2 separate regions of the Hordeum vulgare genome follow, and region 1 is linked to region 2. A link is a contact called in public Hi-C data. All regions are on one chromosome and are shown on one strand. The core of a region is the stretch at or near the end of the contact, and the rest is flanking DNA. Distances in the headings are between cores, read along the strand shown. Region 1 holds the start of LOC123442683 (receptor-like protein kinase FERONIA). Region 2 holds the start of LOC123442676.

Region 1 (4,974 bases), core at 727-3,226, 130 kb before region 2:
TTTATTTTGATGTTTCCCTTAAAAAGTGGTCTATTCTTCTTGCTAGGTTCGAGATCATACTTTTTAAAAGTCTAAAAAAAATCTAAGCAGGAAAACCTGAATTGTTGTCTTTCCAAAACACACAGTATGGTGATTGTGTATGAAAGAACTAAACTCAGGGGAACCCCTTGGCCAAATTTGGGGCGGAAGCTATAGATATCAGAACCCTTCAAAAATTCGAGCCCAGGAATGGATACATAGAGCATATCCAACCGGATCAAGATAAAGGAGCTCGAAAAGAACGAGGAGCAGGATGCATGGTTACCTGAACAGGAAGGCCGAGTTCGTGTGGGAAGAGAAATCAAAGCCATGGGCGAGATGAAGGCCCAAGCAGCAGCAGTTACGGCGCTGTTGGCGGGAAAAAGTGATGAGAGATTCAGCATGCACTCGCCGAGTGCTTTAGTGGACGAAAATATGTGACATGCCACCCCCGGGAGTAATATTGACCGCAAAATAAACAGCACACCAAGCAGCTCAGGGCAAAGGATAGCCACAGAACAAATGTTGAAAGGTCTCATGTTCAAAGCAAAACAAATATCTCACCGTCTTTGATTTTTCACTCCAAAAAAATATACATTTGGCATCGACAAGAATGGTCCACTGATTTTCCGTGTCCATACCACCAGTGGAAGGAATAAATCTATATTATAAAGATATAAATGTATGACATTCATAACGTTATTTAAATTCCGAACATATACCAGAGAGACTCGCCACATCCACAACATGGCATACTAGAAAATCCCGAACTATTCAAACAAAGGCAGGAAAGATTTAAGTAGGGGACTAGTTATTTCAGTGATATTAGTATGGTGCAGACTAATCATGCTATTCTACTCCGGATCATAAAACACTGAACTTAGCATGTATTGTCCACAGGAAAGTTGTAGTTTCACAATAGCATAGGGTTATTTATATTAGTATATAGCAAGTGCAACAATCTGTGACCAGTCAGCCGGTCAATAGAAAAGAAAGCTACTACCAGGATAAGGACCGGACATCGTTTTGTGCTACCATGCCATTGATGAGAGCAGATGGAGGAGTAGAGCCATGTTAATTTCCAGGTTCCAGATTGGCACAAGGGAACAGCTTGGTTGCGATTCAACTTCAAATCGCAGTCGACTTGTCATGTGGACATGCTTCCTAAGTACTTCCTTCGTTCCTAAATATAAAACCTTTTAGAGATTTTACTATGAACTACATACGGAATAAAATAAATGAATCTACACTTTAAATTATATATCTATATACATTCATATATGGTCTCTAGTGGAATCCCTAAAAGATCTTATATTTAGGAACGGAGGGAGTAGAAAACACCAGGACACGGTGTAACTGTGAACTAATTAAACATGGGATTCAAGAGTAATCTTCCATACCTCGGTCGAACAGGCAGGGAATGTGCGAGTCAACTGTGTCGTCGATCGAAAAACCTCGAGGCTGACCACCGCTTCGTCATGATTTGGATTGAAGGGGATGCGGCGCATCTGGACCTGGACTCTGTATCCGTCCTTTGAAGCGGTCAAGTGAGAGTGTGAGGCAGTGGGGGTATCTGTCCCTTGCTTGGACCATCGCCGTCCATCCGCGCCCGCTCGTCGAACCCGCTGGCACTGGCACCGGCACCAACCGCCGCTTCCGGCCATCCGCGGCCGGTGTTGGCAGCAGGGCGCCGCCATCCCTTCAAACACCCCGCACCACCGCATCTTCTCCGACGCAGGCGAGGCCCCCGCACCCCCAACCCTAACCTACTCATGTCGTCTCCGTCTCCGGCGGCTCGTCGACCGCCTGGTCTTTGCCGGAGACAGCCGCGTCGTGCTCCGGCCGGCTAGGCCGATTAGCACCCGCTCCGCTGGCTTATTGGGCCGGGCCCATTGAAGCGGGTGTGGTTTGCCGCTCAACACGAGGTTGACGGCCTAGTCGTCGAAATCATCACTTTTACGTCCAAATTTTGAATTATTTTCATAGTTGATATTTGAAACTAGATTTCATGTTAATGAATTTTGATGATATTTTCTTTCAAAAAATAACCAAAAGTGTTGCTTGTTGAGAAAAGGAAAAAAAAATCTTTTTCACCAAAACCTTGGAAAACCAAGCAAAAAAAAACATATTAAACACGAAAATGCATGTAGAAAAAAGACAAAAATCTAAGTGTTCTCTAGAACACGACACGTGGCACACGAAGGGGTAACCATCAGCAGTTGTTCCCCCTAATCGTCGGCAGCAAACCCTAAAGAAAAAAGGTCGCCCCTCTTATTGGCGGGAAGAAAAGACTACAATACCCTTTGGGCCGACCAATCAGATCCGAGACAGGAGCTGTGTGGAATTGTACTGTAGCAAAGACATTCTTGATGATGTGAAATAATTTGTTGCAACTAGGGCTGCAAGAAAAGCTCGAGGCTCGTGAGTCGCTCGAGATCGACTCGTCTTTTGGCTCGACTCGAGATCACCTCGAAAAGAAACGAGTTGAGTATGAACACTATGTGCAGTTCGGTCGAGAAACGAGCCAATCTTGAGGCAATACTAGCTCGCTCGATGTTAGCTCGATAGCTCGGTTTAAGATCATTATGTTATATATTAAATGGAAATAGAATAATTTATTACCATACATGTTGTTCACGATTTTCTCCATTTTATCTACTAGCAAACACGGAAGTTTAACTAAGTATAGAGAAAATTTAGGCCTTATTACGGTACATGGTCGGGTGTTTGTTAATGTCTCGTTGCTTTTGGCCAGAATTCCCAAGCATATGCTCCTTGATTTTCCTATCTTTCTTTCATGAAGACCATCATCTGCTGCAAGATGAGCTCTTGGAAGAATGACGTGATGGTTGTACAATCAATCGAAGTAAGCCTTTTTTCATTTTCACATTGAATGATATCTGAATATGTCTGCGGTTCTTTCTCAAGATAGAATTTATGGTTACACTATTCACGTGTAAAATACTTTTGGAAAGGGTACACGTGATTTGGTGTATTGTAAGCCGAAGTGAACATTTTTTTATGGTCTCATTTAGCTCGAAAGTAACTCAAGATCGACTCAAGATCGTTACAAGCTGTGCACGAGTCATGGTTTACGGCTTGACCTTGAGCTTCATTCAGTTTGAGCTCGCTCAAATTCGACTCGTTTGCAGCCCTAGTTGCAACATGTGGTGGTGTTACGGAGCGAGGGTGCCTAAATCTCGTAATATTGGTCTCTTGCATCTCCTTCGACCTAATTACTACCCCGGATACCCTAGGTATCGGCTGGAATCAACTCCAACATCCTGTTTTTTGATTAAATTATTTTTAATCCTTTTATTTAAATTTGTAACCGTAGGTAGCATGTTAGATCATTCCTGGGTAGCTAACAGTTTAATTTAGTACTCGACGAATAATGTAGGATGTCTTACGTTATGAGACAGAGGAATTTAAACTTTTGTCCGAGCAGGACTCCGGTCGTTTTAGCCTCGCGAGAGAAGCTCCCATGCTCTGTTTTCCCCTCCCTATCTGCTTCTTCGTCTTTGGCGGCGGCTGGACCTATCTCCTCCCCCTTTATTTCTTGGTGTCGGTGTGGGCTCCCTTTGAACCGAGGAACGACGAGTCTGTGAGTGGCGGCGGGAAGCAGCAAGCAGCAACGGCAGAGCTTGTGCTGCTCCTCTCTTACTCTCTCTCGATCTCCCCTGTGTGTGTGCATTTAGAGCATCTCCAACAGCATCGCAAAAAGGCGTGCGCGCGGTAAACGGACATTTTAGCGCGCTCCAGCGGCGGCAGGAAAAACGCGCGCGTGGGAACAGCTTGCGCGCGCGCGCGAAAAGGCGGCAGCTCGCGCGTCATCTTTGCCGCGCCGCTTCCCGCGCGCCTATAAAACGCAGCGCTCTCCACCGCTCCCTCGCGCGCCGCCACCGCTCTCTCTTCCTCTCCCTCGCGCGCCGCCACCGCTCTCTCTTCCTCTACCTCGCGCGCCGCCACCGCCCCAGCGCCACCGCCCCCGCCGCGCCACTATGCCGCCGCGCCGACGTTTTGCGTCGGGCTACCGCGGCATCCGCCAGCGCCCCAACGGCGGGTTCTACGTCGAGATACGCTCCGGCGATCTCCGGCTCAGCCTCGGCACGTACGACACGGCGCACGAGGCCGCCCGCGCGTTTGACGCGGCGGCGTGGCGCCTAGGCAGACCGCGCCGCCAGATGAACTTCCAGGACGTCCACACGCTCCACCAGGCGCTGGATGGTGGTGATGATTGGAGCGACTGGGATTAAAAGTTTTTATGTTTTCGAACTATCTATCTACTTGCACCGAACTATCTATCTATATTTTCGAACTATCTATCTAGTTGCAATCTTTGTAAAATAACTTTGTATCCTTTTTTATTTTATGCAATCTTTTTATTTTGCCCATTTTGCAATTGAAAATGTTGTGCGCGCGCTGCATTTTTGCGCGCTGCTGGAGCGGCGCGCGCTGTACTTTAGCGCTGCTGCTGGAGCCAGCGATGCGCGACGCGCCAAACCAGGCGTGGGCGCGCGGCAAACATGTTTTTTAGACGCGGCGCGAAGCGCGGCTGTTGGAGATGCTCTTATCTGTAGAAGACATGGACGAGGCCAAAGACAAGGGACGAAGCAGCAGTTATTCTTCTCCAATGACCAGAGATGTAGTGCTTGCATGACCATTTCTCATACCATAGTTTTTTATCTTTTCCTCCTAATAACCCGTTCGTCATGGCGTTCTTGGCAAAAAGTCCCTGTCTTTTCAACTAATTAACCCGCAGTCCTTCGATAAGCAAGGACGATTTTTTTTACGTTTTATGCAAAACCCCCTATATTTAATCTGAACTAACCCACAGTCCCTCTTTTAAGTGAATATGAACCTTTTTCAGTTTTACATAAAACCCCCTAATATATGTGTTAATCATCCCGCATCTATTAAGAATTAATATATATTTTCAAATAAACATATCTCTTA
Region 2 (4,732 bases), core at 407-2,906:
GTCAAAAAGAAAATGAAAAATATGAGCGTACATTTATGCAAGGCTATAGATTCTAATGATACACCAACCTTTTATCTTTAACACAAGCAACAAAAGTAAAATGCTCCACAGTAACCATCTCATGGTAGTTGCCAATTTTTATGGAGTCATTTTAGTGTAAAAAAAATTCAAAACACAAATATCAGCAGTGCCCTGTGCTTAATCTGCACAAAACCTCATGGTCAAAAATGGAAATAGAGCAATGGTGATAACAAATCAGCCATGTCATGTATGTGAAACTACGTGTTTGATAGCAGCTTTAACAAGAACACTGTAATCTAGTGCTCTAAGGTAACATAAGATCTACAATCTGGAGACCAAACCGAAGGTAGGAAGAAATTTTACCAGAATCGTCCCGCATAAGCATGGGCTCACCTTGCTGTGTACCAAAGAAGGAGGCCACGGCATGACATAGGGGTGGGCACGATGATGTCTCTGATATTGGCCCTCAAAGAGCAGATGAAGCTCCGTAGTTTCCAGGCAAAATGATAGGAACCACTCTGGAGAATCACTATGGTTCCGGGCAAACTCATGACAGTCAACCGACAGGTACACAAAGCCATCAATGACGGACAAAACTCCTACTTTGGAGTGAACTACCATTGAGGACTTGATGAATTCAACAATGGTGCGCAATGGAAACGGCTTGTCGAACACCCATCTCTCCACACCATCACTATCTTTTCCCCACGACCAAACAAAAAGCATCCCGTCATTGATGCCCGCAGAATTTAAGTGCACGATACAGAGCTTCCCGTCCTTGGTCTGGCCAAGCTCGAATGTAGTAACAAGCATCCTACTCACGGGCGGCGGCACATCCATTCGGTGGAACTGAGATGTCGTCGCATCGAGCGCGAGCATACCGGCTCCCATGGGAAATATCCAGTAGATGAATCCATCGACCACCTTACCAGGGTTAGAGTTTTTGGCATCCTTGGGCACCAGGGCCTTTGTTTCCACCCAAGGGAAAATCTGCCACTCCATGGTGTTGGATGAGAAGACAGCGACGCGCGCCCGCGCCCAATAGCGGTCATGGCGGATGCAGACCACACGCTGCAGCCCCTGTTCCTCCTGGTAGGAGAGGGTGTGGAACTCAAGGAAGCTGCCGTCCCCCAGAATGTGCCTGTCGGGGAAGAGGGACAGGGCCTGCCGTACCGGGCTGTAGCTCGCTCGCTGCTTCCGGTGGGCGATGCGGATCTCGCCGTCCAACATGTAGTCGAACGCCCACCCGGGGTCGTCGTCGTTCTTGAGGCCAAACATGCGGCGGGTCTCGAAGAAATCGGCGCCGCGGAAGGCGTCGGCGAGGTCCGTGTCGGAGGGGCGCCAGGGGGAGGGGTAGACCGGGACCGGATCCATGAACATCTCGAGGAAGAAGGCGAGGAGGGGCGGCGGGCGGAGCTCGCGGAAGCGGCGGCGGAAGGCGGGCGACGAGCGGATGGCGCGGAGGAAGGCGCGGCAGGCGAAGGCGGCGCGGGCGAGGTTGGGGAGGTCGGGGAGGAGGGCGAAGATCTCGCGGAGCAGGTCGTCGCCGAGAGCGCCGATGGTGGTTTCAGCGGCCGGCGGCGGCGGCGGCGATGCTTGGGTGGACATGGCTGATTCCAGTGGCAGTGGGTGTTTGGTGCGAGCTAGCCTAGGGGTTTGGGGATGAGAAGAGAACGACCAGGACTGTGGACCGGCGGGCCCAATCTCAGAAATTCTCGTGAAGAAATGGCGAGCCTTCAGCCCGGATGAGCGATCAGTACTCTACTGTGGGCTAGCACAATTGTTTTAAACTGACCTTCAAACCATTCCCACCATTTCCTATTCTTTTTGTAACCCTTTCTTTTTCATATTTTCTAATCCTCTTGCTGCACATATCTATTTGTTTTATTTAACACTAGGAAAAAGGCCCGTGCGTTGCTACGTGACGAAAAAACATAATCTTTAATGATGATGACCATATTATGTTCACACATCATCGCTTGATTTTAAAATTTTGTGTACAAATGCAAGAAAATGTTTCTTCTTTTAAATCTATTCACAAGTTGAAGCAATCTTTACATTTTCAAAAAAAAAATATCATGGTTGTCAAAAATCTTGGTAACTCAAAGAATTATTCTTAATTTCAATAATTTCTTTTAGAAAACATACAATAATAATCCGATCCATCCAACAGTTAATTCTTCAAAAATCACACGGGTATATTTTCACAAAGACTTAGAAGCATTAATGTTCAACTACATACATTAGATCTTTCATGAATAATTTTACAAATATGAGAACAATTTTAAAATCGAGAACATTTTTTTCAATTTACAAACATTTACTAAAAATCGTGAACAATTTTTATATTTCAAACGGGTTTAAATATTTTCTTTTGAATTGGCGACCAATTCTAGAAAAGACGAACGTAATTTTTGATGTTGGAGGATTTTACTTTAAATTCACAAACATTTTTCAAATGCCTGAAATTTTTCTGAATAAACAAACATTTTATAAGTCAGTAATATATTTATTAAATTCACGGACATTGTTTTGGAATTTGCAAAAAAATAAAAAAAATCCGGCGCCTTTTTTGAATCCACAAACATTTTATGTTTTCGTAAACATTTTAATTCAAAATTCCTATTTTTTAATATGCAAATGCTTTTGTAATTCTAAATTGTTTAAATTAGAAGTAAACAAAAATGGAACGGAAAAATGTAAATAAAAAAAAGAAATTATCAAAACAGGCATTAGCTATTTTTAAAATTTTAGGACATATTTTAAATGCATTAACATATTTTGAATTAGAAAGAATTTTGTTAAATGCTTTCAATAATTTTTAATACATGGAGTTTGATTTGAAATCATGGACTTTTATTATTTTACAAAAACAAATTAAACTTGCAAACAGTTTATTGTATATGCGAGCATTTTTTACAAAAACTCCGAGCAGTTTTTTAAGTCACAAACATTTTATTTTTTTTAATATGTTGATTTAAAAATTTAAGTTTATTAAAATTTTAAAGGTTATTTGAAGTTATAAATTATTTAAAATAGAAAAATAAAATGAAACTGAAGAGAAATAAATAAACGGAACTAAAAAACTGGGCATGTGCATGGGCCGGCCCATACGGTGTGCTGGATATTCTCCCAGGGTGCAGAGCGTAATATAGGAGGTTTTTACATGGCCGGCCCAGTCTAAGATTTTTTGCTTTGTGAAACGCTTTTTATTACTTACGGTGGCATGGTAGGTAATTTATGCAAACTTTAGGGGTAATTTCCATGACGGACGACCAGAAATCCTATTTGCTTTATTATTAGGGAGAGACTAGGAAAAAGGCCCGTGCGTTGCAACATGACGAAAAAACCCTCTCATGTCTCTAGCTTAGTTAATTGATTTTTTTAAATGGCATAATATTGATTAATACATATAAATGATTTCAGTAAACATTAGTAGACACCCTTGATTTTGTGAACATGTTTTTTATCATATAAAAAACATGCCCCGCTGCATGTCGAATACCAATGAATCGGACAATAATTATGTTGATTAAGATTTGACATGGGCCTAAATGAGCAACGGGTAGTAACGATTTTCAATATATTGATTTACATTGTACCCTACATAGTATATAAAAAATATAAAATAACAACATATTCAAACTCTACACATTTTTGTAATCAAATTCGATATATAACATGTTTAAATTGGATTTACGGTTTAACAAATATTGTTATTTGAAATTACATATTTATTCTGAATAGACTCCGGATTATTAAAAATATTTAACATGAAAAATAACAATATATTCAAACTCTACACATTTTTCTAATCAAATTTCATATGTAACATGTTTAAATTAGATTTATGATTTAAAAGATATGGTTATTTGAAAATACATATTTATTCTGAATAGACTCCGGGATTATTAACACATATGTGAGGGGGGTTTACGCAAAAGTATATAAAACGATTCGTTGTGCCTACAAGATGGACTGAGGGTTATTTAGCGTTAATTTCAGGGGGTTTTGTGTAAAAATGAAAAAAGGTTCGGGCTCACTTAGGAAAGGACTGCGTGTTGATTAACTAAAAACGGAGGGACTTTTTTAAAAAATATCACGACGGACGACCAGAAATCGTATTTGCTTTATTATTAGGGATAGATAAGATGTTCAACAAGCCTAATTATTTTACCCTTAAGATATTTGTATATGACAAAGCAGACTTCCGTACACTTTGATTAGCTCTCACCGATCGACCTCTTTTCGTTAGATATCTGTTTGCGTAAATAAAAGAATGCATTTTTTTTTTGTTTTAGTGGTTTCTTTTGTAATAACAAAAAATGTAGTGTCAACTATTCACAGAGCATCGATATTGTTCTTGAGTGTTAAATTGGACTTCAGTTAAATTAAATAAATTCCATCCATAAATTATTGGTTTGTATTTGAATCCATGTTCAAAAAACTGAGTCGACAATAGTTAGTACTCACTATGTAAACAAATTTAAGAGCATTTATATCATCGGCTTAGTGATCTAAACGCTTTTATATTAATTCTACAAAAGAAGCATTATTTTGCCACATTTTCTCATGCTCAACCGGGACAAGCCAACTTTCCTCTTTTAGTGAAACAAGGCAAAAGACTTGCCGTTTTCAGTGATTAACTTGAATGTTTAGACACAAACCACAAAGTGGCAAAAAAGAAAAGTCCTATTCTCACGGCATAAGA

Evidence for each region. Hi-C and Micro-C count contacts between places; a contact is called where the count stands out from the background.
Region 1: a contact with region 2 is called in a Hi-C map of seedling, with 2.7 times the contacts expected there. The contact joins the promoter of LOC123442683 here to the promoter of LOC123442676 in region 2. A contact is called at or near these places in 1 of 6 Hi-C or Micro-C datasets (seedling) and 1 of 1 datasets of contacts at active chromatin or transcription factors (embryo).

The regions. Positions count from the first base shown.
Region 1 is chr3H:22,818,220-22,823,193 of MorexV3_pseudomolecules_assembly, reverse strand. It overlaps LOC123442683 (receptor-like protein kinase FERONIA), which reads right to left and starts at 1,976. Exons shown (of 5, transcript XM_045118793.1): 1 at 1,419-1,976; 2 at 305-1,201.
Region 2 is chr3H:22,689,729-22,694,460 of MorexV3_pseudomolecules_assembly, reverse strand. LOC123442676 reads right to left here and starts at 1,656. Exons shown (of 2, transcript XM_045118782.1): 1 at 415-1,656. The coding sequence starts at 1,629.